Linked DNA regions of Sus scrofa: region 2 is linked to region 1. A link is a contact called in public HiChIP or PLAC-seq data. All regions are on one chromosome and are shown on one strand. The core of a region is the stretch at or near the end of the contact, and the rest is flanking DNA. Distances in the headings are between cores, read along the strand shown. Region 1 overlaps ZFHX3 (zinc finger homeobox protein 3). Region 2 has its middle 110 kb from the start of ZFHX3.

Region 1 (5,345 bases), core at 769-3,268:
AAGTGGGTTGATGATGAAACATTTTGGGGGAGACTTTGAAGAGCACACCTTCCTGGGTGGAGACACAGAGGCCCCGCCGCGCACGTCTGCCGCCCAAGGCCGGCACGAGATCAAGAGGTCAGAGCCATGGGACCAGGGATGATGGGATTCGGGGTTATGTTCAATGTCGCCCTAGTTCCCTCTAGCCCCGGCTCTACTTTGCAACATTTCCAGGTGTAGTGCCCCCCGATCCACCAGAAAATGGCTTCGAAATTTCATCTCACACAGGAAGTAAAAGGAGTTCAAAGTAAATTGACCTCAGAGGGTTTACAAAACATCTGAGGAAGAAAGTATCTATTAGGAGCCAGATTTTCCTACCTCTTCCCCCAAAGCCAGTAGAAGTCCCAGAACTGGAAAACTGAACTAGGGGTCAGAGAACACGTCTTCATGACCACCGAGAGGGGAGGTAGGAGGCAGCTGTGGGGAACCCGGACGAGAGAAGATGCTGCCTATCATTCTTCTGCCCCACCAAGAGGCTCCTACACCGAACGTCTAGGTCTCCTCCTGCCTCAGTGTACAGGAAAGTTACCATTGAGTCTCCCCATGCCCACCCTTAGTTCGAACGGAGAAAGATCAGGCAGCTTTGGTCTGAGGTCCATCGGCTATACAGCACCACGTGAACACTCCGTATCCTTTAGGGGAGAAAAATACCCATAGAAAGTGCTAGTTGAGCAGTAACAAGCAAGTTACCCCATCTTAATTATGTCCAGGTAGGATGTTCAATGCACATGTTTAGGCTTTTGATAAACCTGTTCCACACTCTATTATAAAATCCATCCTCGAATGCGGATACTAGCATTCAATCAGTATTATTAAACTGGGTCTACCCCAAGCAGCTAGGTCTCTTAAAATATACTCATTTGCCCTAACACATCCTATGATACAAAATACCTCTAAGTACCCATACACTAACCAAACGCGATTATGCAAAGCGATGGCTCACGGGCCCTCCTCTCCGGCACACACACATAACATCAGCACCTTAGACGGAGGCAGTCTGACGCCTGCAAAACAGGGAATACGCTGATGTGATGGACAGTGTCTGGAGGTGCTGCTCTGCAGAGCAGGGAGGAGTTACCCACGGGGGCGGGGCATCTCCAAGGCCAGTGTCTCTCTGCCGTGTGTTACACGGGCTGCAGCCATTCAAGCCAAGCGTTAAGAACTCGTGGTCACTCTGGCACTGACCCCACTTCTTTGAACCTTTCCAAACCAATCTATTCAGAAGACAGAGCCTGAGGAATAAGCTCATCATTCATGCAAGGCGCAAGGAACCCGCATGGCACTCTGTGACACTCCTGGAGCCCATATTCTACGAGCCTACGTGGGTCTTGGCTTTCTTCTGCCCTGGCCCCGCTACACGCAGAAAAGTGAAGGCAGCTGAGCTCCAGTGCGAGGGGAGACGACAGGGGTAAACTTAGGAACTTCTTTTACTTCTCTCCTTCTTCCCCTCCCTTGCCATTTTCTTTAAGGATTTTAAAATCAGGAGCTCCACTGTGGTGCAGTGGAAACAAATCCGACAAGGAACCATGAGGTTGCAGGTTCGATCCCTGGCCTCACTCAGTGGGTTAAGGATCCAGCGCTGCCATGAGCTGTGGTGTAGGTCGCAGATGCGGCTCGGATCAGGCGTTGCTGTGGCTGTGGTGTAGGCCAGCGGCTGGAGCTCAGATTCGACCCTAGCCTGCCTTGGACCCTCCATATAACGCGGGTGCGGCCCTACAAAGCAAGATAGAAAAATGAAAAATTGAGTCGTCTTCTTTTTCAGTTTTTAGATTTAATATTATCATTTCTAATATATTAGACGCCAAAAAGGTGTTGTGTGCTTGGTGGAATGAGGAACAACTGAGAAACGCCTGGACAAGCCAGCTTCGCTTACATGCAGATCCTCACCCTGCGAGAACACCAGGTCCCATTCAGCCCAGGAGGTGCTTCCCTGCAGTTTCAAGTGTGACCTACAGGTGTCGCCCTCTGCATGGCGAGGCCTGGAAGGGCAGCTCGCCACAGGAGGCAGACAGCGTCTGGGCCGCCTAACCTGAGCATGTGGAAATAATATACGTCTTCAAGTGAACTGTCTGGTCCTGGGGAAATAAAATAGGACATTCATAAGCAGTTACACCATCTGTCTTTATACCATCATCATCAACAGCAAGAGGAAAAATAGCTCTTTAAAATGGATGAAAGCCCAGGCTGACAGTAACCAGAAAACTGTGAGCTCTGAATACCAATAAAGGTAGAGAAATGATTTAAAAACAGAGATATAAACTATGAATTCGTCTGGACAGCTCGGGCCCACAATGCTTTGCAGGCAGGGGATGTTCTACTGGTCCCCCAAGCCTCACAGCCACCTCACTAAGACCCAGGCCTAGGCACCTGCAGACAGGACCTGGGGCTCCCTGTCCTAGAAACACGTGGGGACCGGGAGCAGGATGGCATCCAGCCCTGCAACAGCTGCGCCCATGCTCTGAGCTCCTGGGGCTGGTATGTAGCCCAGGCTCCATTTAGGGATGTTCATTTGATACCCACATGCCCAGAGAGTGCCACACAGGGAAGGTTTTTCTCCCCACAGATCACAGAATGCATTTCCCCCCAGTGAAGTCAGTGGCAACTGGCTGGGGTCATCAGAGAAGTCAATTTTTTTTCCTCTATAGTATCAGCTACTGACAGATGGTGGGAACATGCAAAAACCTGATGGATGTGGATCCAGGTTTATGTGGAAAATCCTCTTCCTCAGAAGACAAAGTCACTTTCCTTCCCCAATACATACAACAGCCCCCGTGCTATTCTGCAGGCCAAGAAACACAATTCAAAACCATCTTCTCCCCAAAGAGCTGAACCCAGTATCAGAACCCAACCAGAACCCACCAGGAAGGCCTTCTCAGGGGCACAGCCAGGGCCTGGGTCAGCAAGTTCACCTCTGCTCTCTACGCCCTGTTCTTGGCAGGAAGCAGGGAGGCCCAGTGCATCTCACAAGAAGGTCTGTCCTTCAGAAGACTCCAGAGGGGGGTGCCTCTAACCTCCCCTCGAGGCCGCCGCAGACGCCTACTTCGTGGATACACCCTACAGTAGCCCTGAAACTAGGGCACTGCTCCTACTTGGATGTACTTCCACATTAAAGGGTTAGGGAAATAGAAGCAAATCTTGAATAGGTGTGAGGTCTTCCTGGTGTCCCTTCTGCCCTCAATTTCCATGTAAAACACAGGCTGAAGGCCTTTAAAAAAATCTATTTCCATCACCCTCTCTTTCTGACAACCGCTTCTCCTGACAGCACTCACTGGCGCCCACTCCCGTCTCCTGGGTAAGGGCAGAGCCCTCAGGTGTAAGAACTTCAGCAGGCACTCCGTCTAAAAGGGAAGGGCTCCTGGGGCAGCTTAGGTCTTGGAGTGATGATACCACGGCTCCAGAAGATTTCTCCTCAGTTAAGGCAGTTTTATGTCCCACAAATGCCAAATGTTCTCTCTTTTTTTTCTTTCTTTTTTTTTTTTTAGGTCTTGTGTCCTTTTAGGGCTGCACCCGCGACATATGAAGGTTCCCAGGCTAGGGATTCAATCAGAGCTGTTGCCACTGGCCACAGCCACAGCCACAGCAATGCCAGATCCGAGCCACGTCGGCGACCTACACCACAGCTCACGGCAACACCAGATCCTTAAGCTATGGAACAAGGCCAGGGATCGAACCTGCAACCTCATGGTTCCTAGTCGGATTTGTTTCTGCTGCGCCACGACGGGAACTCCCTAAATGTTCTCTTAACACACCTTCTACTCATGGCGGTGAAGGGGATTGCGTGGTTTGCCCATGTGTGGTGAAGGAGGACCATGGGCCAACTGGCACCCCCTGATGGATGTCGATCCACTGGGGGGCGGTGGGGGCGGTGTCTGCAACAATTTCACTGACCACCTGGAAATTGGTTTGTGGAAAGAGCACGAGGCAGAAGCAAAAACAAAGGTGGCATCGGCACGAGGTTGTCACTCGCCACCACTGCGCCCACTCTCTGACCGAGTCATCCAAGAAAATGGGCCAGCTGCTAAAAAAGGATACTGTGCAGCCAATAACGAGGGCCGAGGGCTGCATCCATGGCGTGTATTTTACAAATCACAGACCTGACGGAACGAGAGTCTATCACTGGCTGAGGCTAGTCCGAACCGCTCCTAACTCCGGACAGGATGATGCAGACTCAGTCAAACCGCCTCCCAAACCTGGCAAGACTCCTGCTGGGCCTTGGTGATAGAAATCTGGACATTCTCCTACGAACCCGAACCGGGTGTCGTGCACGCAAGGCTCAGGCGATCATGTGACTTAAATAATACACTAATCTGGGATCCCTGAAGAATGAAATTGTTCTTTCCTTTTTCTTTGGGGGGAGCAGCGTTTGAGGGCGGGGAGTGAACTAAAGTGCGTCTGCCTGTCGGCAGGCTCAAGAGCCGAGAAACATTAGCTGTCATGAACCACAATCAAATCAGGTTTGAAATATTTAGCAGTGGCTTGGAAAATGCGGCGGTGCAGCTCTGACAGGCGAGATGTGCACAGACACCCACTTTCCATTATAATGGAAATATCAGGCCCGTTCTGAATATGTATAACCCAGAAAAATGTATTGATTTTTCATTCGGCATTAAAAAAAATGAAATAGCCTGCAGCTGTCAAAAGCCTTTTGTTAAAAGCTCATCTTTCCTGGAATGAGGTTTACCAGAAACAAGTTTTAATTGTGTATCGGACCTCTTCTTTGAAAAACAAAATAACCAATCTGCTCACTTTGAAGATAGGGTTAAAGCTTTTCCTTTCTCCATGTTCAACCTAATTAACCAAGGACAACCACCGGAGCTGGCGGCAAAGGCCCGGCACACTCTGACCGGCAGGAGGAGACACGGAGGGTGGCGGCCCCTTTGGCTGCAGCCTCAGTGGTGGGCAGCGGAGGTTTGCCATAATTGCGTCTGGTCCTCTTGTTCCTGTAACTAACCCTCCGTGTCGAGTCCCTTGGCTGTCCCCTCGCAGTGCTGATGGGCACCCCTGGAGAACAAGGGCTGAGGGCTCCAGCTGGCCCCATCCTTGCGGCCTCCTGTCATCCGCAGGGAACCTCTAATGGCTGGACATTTTCTACAAAATACGCAGGCTTTCTTTTGCAAATAGAGGTCAAAGCAAATCCTCCAATATGAAAGATGACGGCGAAGGTCTGCAGCGCTCATTCGGAATCAGATCCGGTGCGTGCAAATTCTGCTACAATTGCGACGTGTGACAGGATATGGTCTGCAATGCGGACGGACAGACAGCTCTGTGGGTCCCCCACTCGACACAGCTCTCCAGGCCAAGGAGAG
Region 2 (5,345 bases), core at 1,547-4,046, 310 kb after region 1:
CCTTCTGAACGTTTCCGGTTACTGCTCACTACAATCTGTACGTATGGGTTCACTGTGGGATTATCCTTTCTTGTCTGGCTCCCTTAGGAGACACTGTAAGGTCCAAGAAGGTAGGGACCCCATTCATGGTGTTCAAGACCCCGCACCCGATCTGTAGCACAGTGCTTGGCCCATAGCGAGTGTTCAGTAACCTTTGTTGAGTGATTATTGATGTCACAATAACATGGGTTACAAAAATGCAGGCTCTCTATACAGGGTTCATTTTCCACCTTGGAATCAGCCACCTAACTTGAAGCATCTTTCCTTTGTGCGTGACTTCTATGCAGCATATGATTGGACTATTTGGGGGTTCCACTGGCTGGTCGTGAAGAAGGGGACAGAAACAGGTGACCCCTTTTACCTGCAGGACCAAAGCTGATGGGAATGGGAGAAGAAAGGCTGAGCTAGAAAAAGTCAATTATCAGACAAGTCTGGGAGGTGGGGAAAGCTGGACATGGGAAGAGAGTGACCTTGGTGTCTTCCTGTCCTTACTTCCCGTCTCCCCAGGAAGTGTCAGTCAGGGGTTTTCAGGAAAGGGTGTTGTCATGGTAACCTGAATTGGCTCTTCCCCTCTTGCCCTCATGTGCCCTGGCTGTCCCCATGCTGGGTGGAAGAGGGCGGTCACTCTGAGGTTTCAGAGGCATCCCGGAAAATCCAGAGCAGACAAGGTCTGCGACGACAGCACCAACTGCAGCACGTGGCAAGGATTCCAGCCCAGGATGCCGGGGCGGCCTGTTCTTGAACTAATTGAAATGTAATCCGCTAGAGCCATTTTCTTGATAACTTGGGAACCCTCTCTTGGCTTCTGCAAGCTCCAAAGAGCCTCTAACATACAGTATGCTATATTTTTGCACTTTTCTCTCTGTGTATTGGATTTCAGACCCAAAAAAGTCTTTTTGAAAGAGGGACTCTAGCGAGAGTCACTGTATAATTTATCCTCCGAACTGGGACGCTTTGGAGAGCACAAAGAAGCGCTATTAATAATTATACCGGGACAGCAGATATCGCTGGGGCCATTCCGGGCAAAATGGGAGGTGCAGTCAAGAAAACTCCAGGATCATGAACAAATTAAATGCATCCACAGGGCTGAAAATCCCGGCAGTCAGGGCGGCGTCTGCGTCACCCCAGGCCTGGGAAAGTGCGTGGTATACAGTAGGTGTTCAAACAGTAACTGAATGAGTAAATCCAACTGGGTTTTGGAATAAGTCCTGGGTGTGCTTTCTGAACAGAAATCGATACGGGGTCCCCTGACTTAGGCCAAACAGACCCAGCCGGATGTTGCAAGGGTGATCTGTGTCCTCCCCAAAGTGGGCAGGTTCAAGGCTTAAGCAGAGGTGCCTGCCGTGTTTACTCATTCCCAACCCGGAGCAGTTAACTGCCTTCTGCTGACACACCCTGAAGAGAAAGACGAAGCTGTTCTCGACATTTGCGCAGGCACCGTCGCCGACTTATTTTGCTACCACGCCGGCCTGGGTTCCAGTGGAGTTTTACAACATATATGCACACGGGGCTCCATACTTGGGGGCTGCTCTGTAGAAAGGGGCTCCTCGGGAGTCCCTGCTGGGTCCACCAGAGATGCTGGCTGCAGCCTGGGGCCTGCCTAGACGCAGCTTGGCCCCTCTGGTTCCCACCCCTCCTCCACCAGCCTGCCCAGTGCACCAGGAAGAGTGCAGTGGTCCATTGACCTCTGGGGAGCCAAAGGGCGTGGTCAGCTTTTTTTCGAGGTTATGGACGGTCTGAGTGACACCAGAGCCCACGCCTCCAACGGCAAGGCCAGCGGCCCTGGAGACGAGGGGCGAGGCCTGGCCGAGCCTCCTCGTCCACTTTTAGCCCTGCCCTGGAACTGACCAGAAGCCATGCCCTCCTCCCTCGGCCTGCCGGGAGCGCTGCCTCTTCTTCCCATGTCTTGGGAGCGAGATCCGTCTCCTCTGACAAACGCGAGATTCCAGGCCGAACTTTCCCATGCCACCGTCCCTCAAAATAGCCCGAGCGGAGCTGTATTTATAGCCGTGTGAGACTCTAATGGACCAATTTGTTTGAATTTCCACTGCTTTTGTGTTGAACATACCCCTCACCCGTGGACCGTCTCTTTAGGCCTTTATTGATGGGGTGTGTGAGGGTAGCGCGGGGGCCGTGACCAAGATGGGAGCTTTTGAGAGCGCGGGGGCTGTTTTGCATATTTACTGTTCTTTCAAGCCGCTTTTTTTGAGAGAGAGAGAAAGAGACAGAGAAAGAGGTTTCTGTAAGTAGCCCGGACAATGAGAACAAGCCCGGCTGTATGCCAAGCACGGGATGCCGGCCAAAACACATATCATTAGCTTGGACCAGCTATAAGCAAGGAAATGAGAAACATATGTTGGAGAGCAAGGTTAGGAGTGAGAGACTATGGGTCAGTGACAGTCACCCTAAAACTTTTCCCCTTGTTCTTCAGCTGTGGCCTGGCCGTGTCAAATGTCATTGCGACTGCCTTGATTTCTCATGGTGGGGCTGCCTGTGTTTGGTTTGGTTTGGTTTGGTTTTTTTTTTTTTTTTTTTCTTTCTTCCTCCCCCTGCCTGTTTCCTGATGGGAGTTTTTTTTTTGGGGGGGGGTGGGGAGGGGAAGAGGGGATGGGCGGGGAAAGGTTTGTGCGAGATAGTTTTTCCCAGTTCTGGGAAAACTCGCAACCTTGCTTCCCGGGATGCTCTCGGAAATGCCTCACTTTCTCTGAAGTTACAGTGTCTCTTGGGTTGGGATTTGGACTCGGTTTGGTGAGGGAAGGCAGAGGGGAAGGTTTTGCAAGCCTTTCTTGCTGTTTCGTTCTGAAATATAATTAGACGCGCCTCATTACCTCACACTGAAGGACTTTTGTACTTTTTCCGAGCTGCGTTTCCCGAGCTCCTTGACGGGCCGCGGGCTGCTGTATCCACTGGTGTTTTATCATATTAGCAGTTATTTTTTTTCCCCAACACGTCTGTCCTCTTGTCTTGTGCTCCCTGAGCTTTCCGGGCTTGATTTGCGGGTCTGAAGGCCAGGCCCAGGGACTCTGCTGGGGCCCGGTGCTGGGGGACAGGCCCGTATTCCTTTGGTCCTTGCCGGCTGCCCTCTCCTCCACCACATGAGTTTTCGTTAAAGTGTTCCCCGGACAGTTTGCTAACAAGGCTGTGCTCTCTTCCATCCCAGGGTCAAGACCCCTGTTCCCTATAAAACCCAGATGACGAACTGCATTGAGGGAAGCTCAGAGGCGGTCCCCGGAGGACCCACTATGGCTACTGTTCTGCAGCCGGAGATGCTTCCAGGCGGCCTCCCGGGAACCTCCCCAGGCTCCGACACCCAGGTTTGGCTACAGTCAGAAAAGAGCCGGGGGTGCACCCAGCCATTCCCGTTAAGGAACCGTCCTGCCGGGGGCTGCGTGGGGCTGGTACAAGCCTGGGTGGCGGAGAGCTACGGGGGAAAGGCCTTCCCAGAAAGCCTCTGGGCAGCTCTTTTTCAGATTTGGGGAATGGTGTTTGGGGTGGAAACCATTTCAAATAATTAAAACATTTGGTCCCTGTTTATCCTCTGCTTCCTTCTTCAGGCCTTGTTCTGAAAATAAACTTTGCTTGGAGTTTCCGGGCTCCTAAAATTCCCGAGTGTGTCAGTGTCCTGAGAGCCTTGGGCAGAGCTAATGATTGGCTTGAGGTTAGCTGGGCCTCTTTCCCCAGGTGAACTGTCTTCACGTTTTCCTCTTCAGTTTTTTTTTTTTTTCCCTCTTTTTCTGGGTAGCAGGTCTCTCTCCTGGGCCTGGAGACAAGCCTCCCTTGTTAACTGTTCCTAAGCGCTCAGTGGATCAGGAGGGGTGCGTGTAAGAGTGTGTGTGTGTGTGTGTGTGTGTGTGTGTGTGTGTGTGTGTGTCCATTTGACAAAAAAACAAGAGAGGAAAGAGAACAGCCAAACCACAGCATGTAGGCCGTGGGTATTTAAGTCTTCCATGGACAGTGAGGCAGGATCCTGGGGCCTGAAAATCTTCCACGTTGCAAGAGTCTGTTTCTCGGCTCTGTCCCCTTCCCTCTCTGTTGTGGCAGAGGGCAGCCGGAATGAGGTTTGCATCCATGTGTTCTCTTTCTGTGTCCTTACTGTTTGGCTGCCTGTCAAATCGCAACACAGTCAAAAACCTGCCTCGACTCCATCATATCCCACCATCTCGTTACCTCCCTTCTGGCTCTGCCACGCCTGCTCTTGCCTGGAACCCGAGAGGCCTTCTCGATGGTTCTGCCCACCTCCCCTTCGCCCTGTTTCAGTCCACTCAGCAATGAGTGGCCAGAGGGACCGTCGGAAAACCCCACTTCAACAAATCCCCCTACCCTCCCGAGAGCCCTCCTGGTCGCTGCCTACGTCTCCAACTTGACACCGAGCCATCTCTCTTTGGTCTTTTATGTTCCAGACACACGAGCTTTCTTGGCCTCACCAGTCAAGCAGGAATAACCACAGCGCCTCCTCAAAGGGTTGGGAGGAGTAAATGCTTGAAACACAGCAAGCCCCTAAAACGGGGTCTGACCACGACAGGCTCAGTAAACGGCAGGACCGTTCTGTTCTGTTTACCCCTTTGAGTTTGCCGAGGACTTTCCTGCTTCCCATCTCATCGTTGATGTTTTTCTCTTTGTCAGTTGCTTCTTTCTTGGGCTTCAAGTGTGAGTTTAAATGTTAACTCCTTAGAGACTTTCTCTAATCAGTTGATTCAAATAGGTTCCCATCCCTTGAACCCTCAACCCCATTATTTTTCTCCTGTAATAGCCGATTTGTTTCCCTCATACCCCTTTTCCCCACTTGTATGTACACAGTATTCATTCACCTGCAGGCGGGGTTAGGTCTGGACACCCTGATCTAGCACAACAACCACTTGCTGAATCAATGTTGGAGTCATTCAAATTCCTGGCCTTTCCTCTTAGAATACCAGGGCCACGCCCATCCCAGCTTGTCTCCTGGGCCACACACTTCTCTCCAGTTCCTGACTTTATTTATTCATTGTCTCATCCTTTTGCTGCTACTGACCCTGGGCTTTCGGGGAGGGAAAGTCTCTGAATCCTCCAGACGCTGCCATCTCCCTCCAGAGTTCTCTTCTCTCACGTGGGGGCCAGTTTCTCCTGTGAGAGGCTCACACTTTCATTTCTAGGTAAATGATAAATAATAGAATATGCAATGCCCAGAGTGAGTTCAATGACTAAGAACTCCTCCTCTGCCAAGTTAGAAGGGTTTAGGGATGAATTAACTCATCGTCTGCCGTTAAGAGATCAACGTCTCTGCCATCCCTCCATGGATAGTCCAGATCAGGCATCTTACAGCTCAAATC

Evidence for each region. HiChIP or PLAC-seq counts read pairs in DNA pulled down with a chosen protein or histone mark.
Region 2: an H3K27ac HiChIP or PLAC-seq map of skeletal muscle shows a contact between it and region 1, with 9 times the contacts expected there. The contact joins two enhancer-like sites. A contact is called at or near these places in 3 of 47 Hi-C or Micro-C datasets (epiblast stem cells, liver and omental adipose tissue) and 2 of 2 datasets of contacts at active chromatin or transcription factors (alveolar macrophages and skeletal muscle).

The regions. Positions count from the first base shown.
Region 1 is chr6:15,742,158-15,747,502 of Sscrofa11.1, forward strand. The region is part of intron 4 of ZFHX3 (zinc finger homeobox protein 3); the gene reads right to left. Among named protein-coding and RNA genes, the nearest start is that of ZFHX3, 200 kb to the right of the region's middle. Within about 2 kb of position 2,019, at least 7 of the 83 cell types and tissues checked have an H3K27ac peak or open chromatin away from gene starts, as enhancers often do. A contact at or near this core is called in omental adipose tissue and skeletal muscle, where this site is marked.
Region 2 is chr6:16,048,180-16,053,524 of Sscrofa11.1, forward strand. No RefSeq gene overlaps it. Among named protein-coding and RNA genes, the nearest start is that of ZFHX3, 110 kb to the left of the region's middle. Within about 2 kb of position 2,797, at least 33 of the 83 cell types and tissues checked have an H3K27ac peak or open chromatin away from gene starts, as enhancers often do. A contact at or near this core is called in omental adipose tissue and skeletal muscle, where this site is marked.